Regions from separate parts of the Mus musculus genome. Here all the other regions are linked to region 3. The links are chromatin contacts, called in public Hi-C and promoter capture Hi-C maps. All regions are on one chromosome and are shown on one strand. Each heading gives the region's core, a stretch centred on a gene start, on an enhancer-like site or on the middle of the called end of the contact. The rest is flanking DNA. Distances are from core to core; before and after follow the strand shown.

Region 1 (2,700 bases), core at 101-2,600, 3.6 Mb before region 3:
AAACTGTTTTTAATTTTTTTTTTTTTCCTTTTTTGAAGACAGGGTCATCCTGTTTCAGTCTCCAGGGTACTGGATCAAAATTCCTACCTCACCTCTCTGGGCCTCAGTTCTTCCTACTGGGAAGTCTTTTTCCTGAAACAGGTTTCCTTTCCTTTAGGGACTTCCCTTAGTAACTCTGGCTGGCTTCTTGAGTCAAGCTTAGTTCTCACACTCTCAGGAAAACCTTTCTATACCTCTCGAAGCCAAAGGTCCTCCTATCAGGTTTCATTTTGACTAGACTTCCGTTCAGGAAGTTATACATCCCCTCTTTCCACATGAGGACTTCTAACATCTCAGAGGGTGAACTCTGAGCATCAAACATTCATACAATATTGAAAATTTCATGCAAAGTATCTCTCTCTCTTTTTAAAATAGGCCGGCTCTGGCTTGAGACTAGCGACACAGATATGGGTCACCGAGCTCAGCTGTTAGGCGCATAGCAAGAACCTTTGACTCCAAGCCCCGGGGGGCGATGGCTCTGAAGGAAAAGAAAGGGCTCCACACAGGCATAGCTGTAATAAGCTCGCAGGCGGGCTTCTTCCCTGCGCTGCACCGGTGGCCCTTCCACTCTTTCCGAGCTCCTCTGCCTCCCCTCATCCCAGCACCCGGCCGGCAGTCACTCCGAGCCGGGTCAGCATCCGGGTCCTCTCTCCCTCCTTACTGCTTCCTCCTCCGTACCGCCCCCTCCCCCGCTCCCCATCCGGGTCCCCCCTGCCACCGCGCTGTTGCTCACGGTTCCACGATGATCTCAGACTTGAAGCCGCCGCCGGTACGAGACTAGCAGTGCCCACATCGACTTCTCAATTTATTGTTCTGACTGCGGCTCTTCAAGAGGCTTCCTTGGAGCCCTCCCACTATTTCACACAGAAATCTCTGCCCTCCTCAGCGGCCAGCGACGCCGCAGCACTCAGTGCAAGAAAATACGCCATCCCTATCACACTGCGCAGGCGTCGTATGCCACCTCCCCTCTGCCTCATGGCCGCGCCTCCTTCCCCTCCCCTCTCTCGTCGAACGCAGGCAAGTGGGCATTGCGGTCTTGGTAGTTCTAATGTCCGTCAGTTTACCGATTGGCCTAGAAGACTGGACTACAATTCCCAGAAAGTATTGAGGGATAACTTTCTGTTTCCATAGAACTGGTGGGTAAATGGCGTCGTTGTTTGCATCGCTCAAACCAATAGAAACTTGGAAGAGGCGGGCTCCAAAGAATCCTACCCAATCCTAGGTCGTCTGAGAGGCATCCGGGAAAGAGGTAGGGGAGGGGCAAAGGGCCGAGGGGAGGGGAGAAGGGGCAGGGGGGCCAGAGAGGGGGGAAAGCGATGTTTGCCCGTCAGTCGAGTCCGGAGTGAGGAGCTCGGGCGCTGGAGCGGAGGGAGAGTCTCGAGCCGCAGTTTGCCGCCGCGACGGCCACCGCCTGGACTTCTGCCCGGAGGGAGCCGCTGAAGGTCGGCCGCCGTGTTCCTCTGGAGGGCTGTGAGACCGGGGCCCGGACCTCCGTCCGAGAGGGATTTTTTTGTCGCCCCCCTCCCCCCGCGAGGGAGCCGGAGCGGCCGCCAAACAAAGGTACCAGTCGCCGCCACGGGAGGAGGAGGAGTCGGAGCCGGAGTCCCGGCCGCCGGCGGACCCGCAGCTCCTTCGCTCTCTCTCCCCACAGGCCTGCTGGTGTTGGGGGTGGGGGGAGGCGGATCAGGGGGCTCTGGCCGCAGGGCTCAGACCTCGTCTGTGCCCGAGGTAGGGACATTCTTTTCTATGGGGGAAGCTCCGGGCCGGGCCGCGCATCGGGGCAGATGGCAACGGGGCTGAGTCGGCGCTCGCAGCGGGGCCTCGGCCTCCTGGGACCCCCGCCCCCCGCCGCGCCGAGCCGGAGCCGCCCTACCCGGGCCGCACCGTGGGCCCGGCGGCCTCGGGCCGCCGTGCTGGGAGCTGGATGTCCTCGGTGCCCGGTCCCGGCTCCCACTTGTGGGCCTTGGCTCGGGCGGGACGCGGGCGGACGCTGTGGGGCCGAGCCTCCGCAGCCCAAGGGCCCGCCGGTTCACCGAGGGCTCAGTCCGGGGGCTCCGGGCATCGCGGTTCCGTAGGCTTGGACGGTCGCAGCCGCGCTTCAGGCCGCGCCGGACCCTGGGCTTGTTGTGAGTTTTCTTCTGACAGAAATGGCGTCATCGTGGAGGACGGGGGAAAAGTCCGTGGAGTCGCGACAATGGGGCGGCGGGCGGTGGGGGCGGTAGGGGCGGTGGGATGGCGCGTGCCTGCTCGGGGCTCCTGGCCCCGCTCGGTGCCGCCCCCGCCCCTACGGCCTGGGGCGGGGGTGGTGGTGGTGCCGGTGGTGCTGACCCGGTGTCTTTGTTTCCCCTCCAGGTGCAGGTGAAGCTGGTGTCGCCGTGGGGATCGCGGCCCCAGAGTCACCATGAAGGTAAGGCGTCACTTAGCCAGTTTGAGTGGCTTTCGAATTCAGGAAGTGTCGGGGCTGTAGCAGGCCTGCGAGTTTTGCAGAGGCAGGTGTGTGTGTGTGTGTGTGTGTGTGTGTGTGTGGAGTGGCTCGGTGTGGAGCTTTCCCTGACAGGGTCAGCTGGAGCGAACATCCACAGGCTGTGTGTTTCGAAGTTATGGAGTCAGTTAGGAGATAACCTCACCCAAGCTGTTCAGGTTTCCCAAACAGAACAGCAC
Region 2 (2,700 bases), core at 22-2,521, 3.7 Mb before region 3:
CATTTTCATTGTTTGTGAGACTGCAAGTTGGTACAACCACTCTGGAAATCAGTCTAGAGGTTTGTAAGAAAATTGGACATAGTACTATTTGAGGACCCAGTTATACTACTCCTGGGCATATACACAAAAGATGCTCCAACATATAACAAGGACACATGCTCCACTCTGTTCATTGCAGCCTTATTTATAATAGCCAGAAGCTGGAAAGAACTCAGATGTCCTTCAACAGAGAAACTGATACAGAAAATGAGGTACATTTACACAATGGGGTACTACTCAGCTATTAAAACAATGACTTCATGAAATTCTTAGGCAAGTGAATGAACTAGAAAATATCCTGAGTGAGATAAGTCAGTCACTAAGGTGGATGGCAAGAAGTGTGCAGACTGTAGCCTGATATAGCTGTTTCTAGAGAGGCGCTTCCAGAGCCTAACAAATACAGAGGCAGCTGCTAGCAGCCAACCATTGAACTGAGCACAAGATCCCTAACGGAGGAGTTAGAGAAAAAAAGACTGATGGAGCTGAAGGGGTTTGCAACGCACAGGAAGAACAATATCAACCAACCAGACCCTGCAGAGCTCCCAGGAACTAAACCATCAACCAAAGAGTACACATGAAGGGACTCATGGTTCCAGCCCCATATGTAGCAAAGGATGGCCTTGTTGAACATCAATGGGAGGTGAGGTCCTTGGCCCTGTGAAGGCTCGATGCCCCAGTGTAGGCGACTGCCAGGGCGGCGAGGTGGGAGTGGACGGGTGGGTGGGGAGCACCCTCAAAGAAGCAGGGGAAGGAAGGATGAAATAGAGGGATTCCGGAGGGGAAACCGGGAAAGGGGATAACATTTTAAATGTAAATAAAATATCCCCCTCAAAAAAAGGGAAAAAAATCTGAATACTCCTCTCTGCCCTCCCACCACCCTCCACCGCTGTCCACCAGAAACGTCAAAAGGAAGAGATGGCAGCATCACTTGAGACCCACGCCCAGATGTTAACGGGGGAGGGGTGGGGAGGATCCAGAAGGCGCTTGGCGCAGGCGCACTAGCCTTCCGCTGGGTCAGCCCACAATGGGGCCCAGCCGACCGGAGAAGTCTCGGAGCAGAAAGCACACACTCAGGCAACCCAGCCCCATTGGGCAGCTCGCCACCTCAGCTCCACGACCTTACGAAGCTCACCTTCCCTCTGCCGGTCTGTCAGCACCCAGAGACCCTCACGCAATCAGCGACGAAGCTTTCGGCTCTAGGCGGAAGTATCTGGAGACCGGAAGTCCCACCTCCGCAGAGGAAGTGATGAAAACCACTTTAGCCCTTCCAAACGCGAACCCTATTGTCGCGAAGTGCTGGTAAGGTAGACACCGGAACTGCAACCCCGAAGGACTGTGGGACCAGTCGATTTTGCGTACTGTAGTTGATTCAAGACGCGAACTAAAAGTTCATAGCTGGGCGTGATGGCTCATGGCAATTACAATCAGCACTGGGAAGGTCGAGGCAAGAGAGATGGGAGGAGCGGAGGGGGGTTCATATCTAAAAAACAAAAATGTTTCATGCTTATGGGCACTAAATCACCGTAGGGAGTTCATAGTTACATAGAAAGGTGTAGTGTTGATCCCTCCAGAACTGGAAAGAAAAAGTTAACCAGCTAAGGCATGAGGGAGAACAAGAGTAAACGCAATGTTTTAAGTAAGTCACCACTTTAAACAAGACGTTCCTATGAATCGAGTGTTTTGGTTTATTTTTAGATGTTAAAAAGCCAGTAACTATTTCATTGAAAACAAATTTAAGATGCTATGTATATAAGCATATCGCAATGTGACCCCTCATATTGCTATACCTGAAGCTGGCAAAAACTTACTTGGAAGAGCTCCGGCTTTGCTGGATCCAAGTCAGTTTGACCAGACAGCACCACGAAAACAGTAATAAAAGAGTGCTGTAATTCAATCCAAGAGGAATTGCACAACTCTGCTGGGAGACATAATTAATTATAAATCTGTTTTATTGCACAGCAGTGAACGAGAACCCTGTAGTGAATCTGTTGTCAGTGGTTAATGAAAGATGAAATAAGCTGCCAGAACCTTTCCTGTTTGAAACCGTCTCAGTAGTCATAGAACATGACTCACTCTTGCCTGGAGGGGCTAAGCTACTATTGTCATTTGGCAAGTCTCCAATAGAAACACAGACCTTCAGATGGGAGCGTTTTTCAAGGACAACATTTCATGAAGGTGCTGCTGCTGATTGTTTTGAGACAAAGTCTCACGTATCCTAGGCTGGCCTCAAAACTTGCCAAAGTCAAGCTGGGCGTGGTGACGCCCACCTTTAATCCCAGCACTCGGGAGGGAGAGGCAGGCGGATTTCTGTCACCTAACTACCAAAGTCAAGATTGGTCTTAATTCCTTAATATCCTGCCTCCATCTACCAAGTGCTAAAATCACAGGCTTGGCCCACCATGCCAATATCTCCACATTTATTGTAACTTCATGCTTTTCAAGGAAGTGTTGATACAAAACACATGCTAGAAAAGAGATAGGCTATTCTGAACCAAATTTAAGTGATCTTGGCCCAGAAACGTTTACTGAGTTTACCCTGAATGACTTACTGTAGAAGAGATCATTTGAATTTTTATACTTTTACACAAGAACACATTCCTCTATATCTCCCAAGTTCTCCCTACCTTCTACTTCCCGTGATTATTTTGTTCCCCCTTCTAA
Region 3 (2,700 bases), core at 77-2,576:
AATACACTCACACACACAAAAATCTAAACCAATAACCCCCTCACATATCCACGGTCTAATGTGATGAGTCCTAAAATCCCAAGTTGATTTTAGTATCTGAAGGAGTTAGGGAAAGACCACAAAACTCTTCTACAGGAATGTCTAAGACAGGTATCTTATGCAGAAGATAGCATTTTTTAATTATCCCGTTTCTTTATAATTACAAGATTTTTAAGTTTGGGGTATGTTTTCGTGGGTTTTTTTTTCCCCTTTAAATTTCTGTTTCTACTTCCTAACCTCGTCAACTTCCATTTTACAAGAACGTAAACGCAGGGTTCAAGTCCAGCATTAATTACTACAGGCTCGCTTAAGTTTTCAAGGCAGCAGTCTGCTTTCTAAAACTCAGCTTTTGGCGGGAGGTGCTGTTTCCTAAGTTACCAAACCTTGGGGGATTAGAAGCCAGGGGTGGAAAAGAGAAGCAGGGCACGACCATGGCCATGAGCCCTGCGACAGGAGCCCCCGAGGCGCGAGCGCTCCCCTCAGGGAGCCCGAGCGCTCAGTGTCAGTAGGTACCTGACTGCGGGCGGCCGGTCCACAGCCCCCTCCCGCCGGCCAGGCCTCGGCCGGGTCTCCGAAAAGCCACCGCCCTGGCCAGCATCCACAGCATCGCCCCTCAACCCCAGCGAGAGCGCCCCGCGACCTCCCTCCTTGACCTTAGGCCCCCTCAGCCCCGCCCCCCCAGCCAGCCCGGCCCCGCCGCCAGCCCCGCCCCCTCCGCAAAGACCCTCCCCCTGGTCGCCCTCGCACTCTTCCCCGCCCACCACGCCCTCCGCTTCCGCCCAGGCCTCCACCTCAGTCTCACTCGGCCCCGCCCCCTTGGACGATCCTGTTCAACCGAGTCTCTCGCCTCACACCCTTCGGCCCCGCCTCTTGGCTCATGGCCCCGCCCCCGAATCCGGCTGACGCTTCACTCCTTGCTTCCCGGAAGCCTCCAAGACGGATGGCCCTACCCCTCTGATCCGCCCTCTTCGGAACCCGCACGCCCCTCTCCCACCCTCACAGCCAATAAGGCCTGATGATCGGTTTCCTCTCTTCCGCTTCCGTCTTCGTGTACTGGGGGTCTCCGGGAAGACCGTTGACGACTGTGCTCGTGCTGCGGCCGGAGATTTAGTTTCCCCTTTACAGTCTTTCCTCCTCTCAGACACGCCCACCATTCTTCCATTGAGTGACCTGTTTACCTGCCCTCTTGCAGAAACTTGGTGAGATCGGAACCTTTGTGCAGCCGGAACTAAGGTGCGGTAGTCCGCTGGGAGCCGGAAGGGTGTATAAATAGAGGAATACCAGTTTCCTTCTGGCGGTTGATCGCAGAGGTTCCGGTGAGGCGTTCGGCGTGTGAGCTCTGCGGCTTCGTTTCCTGATATGCACCGACCGAATTTTCGACCCCCAACTCCTCCGTACCCCAGCCCGGGGATAGGAGGTTGGGGTGGCGGAAATAACTTCCGGGGTGCCCTGGGCGGGGGGCCGCGGCCGCCCTCCCCGCGGGACGGGTACGGGAGTCCGCACCACACTCCGCCCTGCGGGCCCCGGGCTAGGCCGTACGGGAGCAGCCAGTCTCCGCGGCACGGCGGCAACTTCTCGGGGGCCCGCTTCGGGTCTCCGTCCCCGGGCGGCTACCCAGGCTCCTACTCCAGGTCCCCCGCGGGGTCCCAGCATCAGTTCGGCTACTCCCCAGGGCAGCAGCAGACCTACCCCCAGGTAAAGACAATAGCTAGCGTTTGCCGAACTCTTCCTGTGATGGCAGACGTGATACGAAACATTCCCTTTCCGTGGATTGTTTAATCCTCCGATACTACGTTGGCCCAGTTTTGCAGATGAGTAACCTGAGGCGTAAAGAAATTATCTAAGACTACCATAAGTGGCGGAGCTCTAGTTCTCTGTCCACAGAAACTGCTCTCAGCCAGCATACCACATTCGTATACAAACTTCTTTAATCCTCCATTTCTTCTCCCACCCACCCCCAGAGGTTTTTATTTGGTTTTGGGTTTTTTGTCATTTATTTCAGTGAATTGTCCTGGATTCCTAGGGGGAGGACAGTAAATGATTCCCTATTGTGTAGTATGGCACCTCTAGACTGTAGTCTACTGCCATTTTCCTACAGATGTCCCTCCCTTGTTTTTGCATCCTTGCTTTTTTTAAAAGAAACAATTATTTTATTTCGAGCCATATTTATACCTACTCAAAGTTCTCTTGAAGGAAAAATAGAAAATTTGAAATTGAGGAAACTTCCCCTCTTCTCCATGAGTGAATACAAGACAGGAAGTAGCTAACAACTTGTATCTCGGTGGTTTTGCAAAATTGAATATGCTCACCCATATGAATCCTTATGAGTTGGAGTTAATAAGAATAGAAAATTTTCATGCAATATAAAAGTTCTAGAAATTTGAAGCCTATCAGGTTAAAAAGTAAGTTTCCAAGAAGTGAATACAGTGAACCACTGCTTGTACTGGGTTTATTTGTATTTAATAGCTGCAGGGTTGGTTATCACATTAGAAACTGAAAGGTTTTAAGATGATAGCAGACATTTCTAAAAGAGAAATATACAATTGGTTTTAGTAATTTTTAAAAGCACTAGATTAAAGAAATTTGCAACTGAATATATTGGGTTTCAATTGACAACTTTTAATGTGATTCCCCACTAATATTAAACTAGAGGAGAAAGTA
Region 4 (2,700 bases), core at 152-2,651, 4.1 Mb before region 3:
AACACACTAGGGATACCTGGGGATTTATAGTCAAGAAACGTGGAGCTCATGGTTGATACCAACATAGGTGAATGTTGGTAGCATCAACCTCACAAGATTCATGCTGAAGGCAGGCCAGCATGAATAGATACCAAAGGTGGGGACTGAGAGATTTTGTAGATAGGGAGGGTGTGATTGTGTATGTGTGGGTTCTTGCTAAACTGCCTTGGCGATTGCTAAACCTAGAGTTTACAAAGATGTGCACACATAGCACATGGGCCAAGGAGAAGGTTCAAAGTCTGACTAAAGTTTGCTTTAAGCAAGGATCTTTGTCACATTGCCCACTGTATGCTAGCATATTTGAACAGGGCTAGGTAGGGTATCATACCTGGACCCAGAATTTTTGCAAGTTTCTCTCTTTCTGTTTGACAGAAATATAAGTTCAGGCCCCAATGCTATCTTGAGGATAGCCCTGCTTCCATCTTGGTGAACCTTTCCGTTTTTTGTCTTTTGTTTTGTTTTTTTTTTTTTTTTTTAATCCTGTGACCTCCAACAGAAAATAGGACAACAGTTTATTGCACATACTGTCCATGAAAAAACAAAACAAAACAAAACAAAACAAAAACCAAAAGAAAGTTTATTCTGAGGCAACTTTGAGTGAATAGTGCTTAGTAACAGAGATTCGGGTTTCCCAGAATTACATGTTCTACTGTGAAAGAGGTTTACACGCAGTCTTATAGCCATAGAACAAAAGACCATAAATCAATACATTTGCCAAATATAGCGGAAAGGACATCGGGGAGGTAGGCTACAGCATAGCAGGAAAATCTCCAGCTGATGATACTCTTCTTTTGAGCACTGCTGAAAAGCCAGTCGTTGGCTAAGTTTAACAATACATTCCAAACTTTTTACATAACAGGCACAAAGATCTTAGGTCAGCTACAAAGGTTGGTAATAAGCAGTTTTTTTAAAGAACCTAAAGATAGTCCAAGATAATCTTGGTTACTGATCATCATCTCTCCGTAATGGTAAAGTTCTAGACAGTCAGTCACTTTGTACAGTCTTCAACAAAGATGTAATTTTCCCAGTAAACGTGAGTTTACAGTAGAAAGAAGACACTAGGCTTGCGCTTTTAGGGGCTGAATCGCCTGGGATGGACGAAGCTTTATGCGGCCGGGAGGGGTGGAGTTCAGAGAAGCTGCACAGGGCCCTCCTCGCTGCATTTGTCCCGCCTTCTTCCTCTCATTGGCTGAGATTCTCCACGCATCACGTCGGCGACCCCAGCGTGCCCTCCCGGTGGGGCGGGACTTTAGGCGCTCGAGGCGGGGACGGTGCGCACGCGCAGAGGAGCGGGTCTGGGTCTGGGCGGGGGAGGAAGGGGGTGGTGTTCCCGGTTTCCCGGGTTACCTGAGGGGGCGGGGGTGAGAGCTCACGCTGGCCTGGCAGCCTTGGTGAGTCGGGATTCTCCTGCACCGGCGGGCGAGAGCGCGCGGCGGACCACAGAGCGGAGGTAAAGACCGCAGCGGGCTCCTTTAGAGGGTCAGGGTCTCGACCTCAGCGGGGCATGGCGGGAAGGTGGCGGGCCGCCCGGGCGGGGTCGTGCCGCGCTAAGGGAACGGGGTGGTGCCCGGAGCTCGGCCCGGCCGGGGTTCGCTTGCCTTCTGAGCTCTGCACAGTTGCTGATTGAGGCGGACCCGGGCCCCGAGGGCTGTGGCGGCGGCGCGGACCCCATAGTAACTTTACTTACCGGCCGGCTGGTGCGGCGGACGGTGTCCTCAGGGGGCGCTTCACCTCGGGAAGCGCTTGTCCCGGACCGCCGCTACCCTCAGCCTGCCCGGTCCTTCCCAGCAGGTGACAGCGGGAGCTGACAGGTTCAGGGCGTCTCACTTCGCGCCGCGGGTCCATCTGTCATTCCCCACCCTGGTGCTTCGGAGTCCTTGCTGTCCCTTCCCTGCCCGTGACACCTGCTGCGGGACTCTGCAAACAACCCTTCGTGGTTCGCGCGCACCTCTGGAGCGGTGGCTGAGATGCTAATATAATAGGGACGTGACCCAGGGAGATTTCCTCTGCCACCGGAGGCCAAGGGTTCATGATGGAGGGTTGGAGCTCAGGGAGTCAAGAAAAGTGTCCTCATCCAATCCTCAGAGGGATAAACAAAACAGCAAAACATCCTTGATGGAGAGAGAGAGAGAGAGAGAGAGAGAGAGACAGAGACAGAGACAGAGACAGAGACAGAGACAGACAGACACAGCTCTTGCTTGGTAGTTGATGGTGTGAGAAAAAAATTTTAAGGTGTTGACTCGTGTAGAACACACATTTGTGTTGAATTCTGGCCAGTATTTCCTTAAGGATCAAATTCATTGTGCATTTTCTCCAGGGTTTGTTTAACAGGTTGATATGGCACATTAATTTGAGCTTTTTCTTCCTGAAAGGCATTTGGCTGGTCTGCCTTTACTTTTAACTTCCACACCTAGTAACCTTATACTAATAAAGATGTTGGCTCTTAGCTTTTATTATGTAGCTGATTGGTAGGGGATATCTGTATTTACAGAGCATTGCAAGTAACTTTTCTGCTGCTCGTTGCTGTCATCCACGTTGACACTAACACATACAGATATTGAGAGACTTTGGAAGATAGAGGACGTAAGGGGGAGATGAGTTTCTGTTATTTAGTTTCCATTAAAATACTTCCCAGACAATAAATTGCATATAGAGCATATG

The links. Promoter capture Hi-C pulls out the DNA fragments that hold promoters and counts their contacts. A called contact is a pair of places that touch in the nucleus more often than the background predicts.
Region 1: a Hi-C map of B cells shows a contact between it and region 3, with 9 read pairs. The contact joins the promoter of Arid4b here to the promoter of Mplkip in region 3. A contact is called at or near these places in 4 of 39 promoter capture datasets (cranial neural crest, frontonasal cranial neural crest, pre-B cells and 1 more) and 3 of 484 Hi-C or Micro-C datasets (B cells, CD4 T cells and uterus).
Region 2: a contact with region 3 is called in a promoter capture Hi-C map of pre-B cells. The contact joins the promoter of Tbce here to the promoter of Mplkip in region 3. A contact is called at or near these places in 3 of 39 promoter capture datasets (cranial neural crest, frontonasal cranial neural crest and pre-B cells).
Region 4: a contact with region 3 is called in a Hi-C map of erythroblasts, with 5 times the contacts expected there. The contact joins the promoter of Lyst here to the promoter of Mplkip in region 3. A contact is called at or near these places in 1 of 39 promoter capture datasets (pre-B cells) and 1 of 484 Hi-C or Micro-C datasets (erythroblasts).

Annotation. Positions count from the first base shown.
Region 1 is chr13:14,062,434-14,065,133 of GRCm38.p6, forward strand. Arid4b (AT rich interactive domain 4B (RBP1-like)) reads left to right here and starts at 1,351. Exons shown (of 24, transcript NM_194262.2): 1 at 1,351-1,599; 2 at 2,392-2,446. The coding sequence starts at 2,441. It overlaps Ggps1 (geranylgeranyl diphosphate synthase 1), which reads right to left and starts at 1,055. Exons shown (of 4, transcript NM_010282.3): 1 at 773-1,055.
Region 2 is chr13:14,038,367-14,041,066 of GRCm38.p6, forward strand. Tbce (tubulin-specific chaperone E) reads right to left here and starts at 1,272. Exons shown (of 17, transcript NM_178337.3): 1 at 1,172-1,272.
Region 3 is chr13:17,694,087-17,696,786 of GRCm38.p6, forward strand. It overlaps Mplkip (M-phase specific PLK1 intereacting protein), which reads left to right and starts at 1,327. Exons shown (of 2, transcript NM_025479.6): 1 at 1,327-1,734. The coding sequence starts at 1,399. Sugct (succinyl-CoA glutarate-CoA transferase) reads right to left here and starts at 679. Exons shown (of 14, transcript NM_138654.3): 1 at 553-679. The coding sequence starts at 646.
Region 4 is chr13:13,589,008-13,591,707 of GRCm38.p6, forward strand. Lyst (lysosomal trafficking regulator) reads left to right here and starts at 1,402. Exons shown (of 53, transcript NM_010748.2): 1 at 1,402-1,489. Gm30836 (a long non-coding RNA gene) reads right to left here and starts at 2,194. Exons shown (of 2, transcript XR_382086.4): 1 at 1,727-2,194.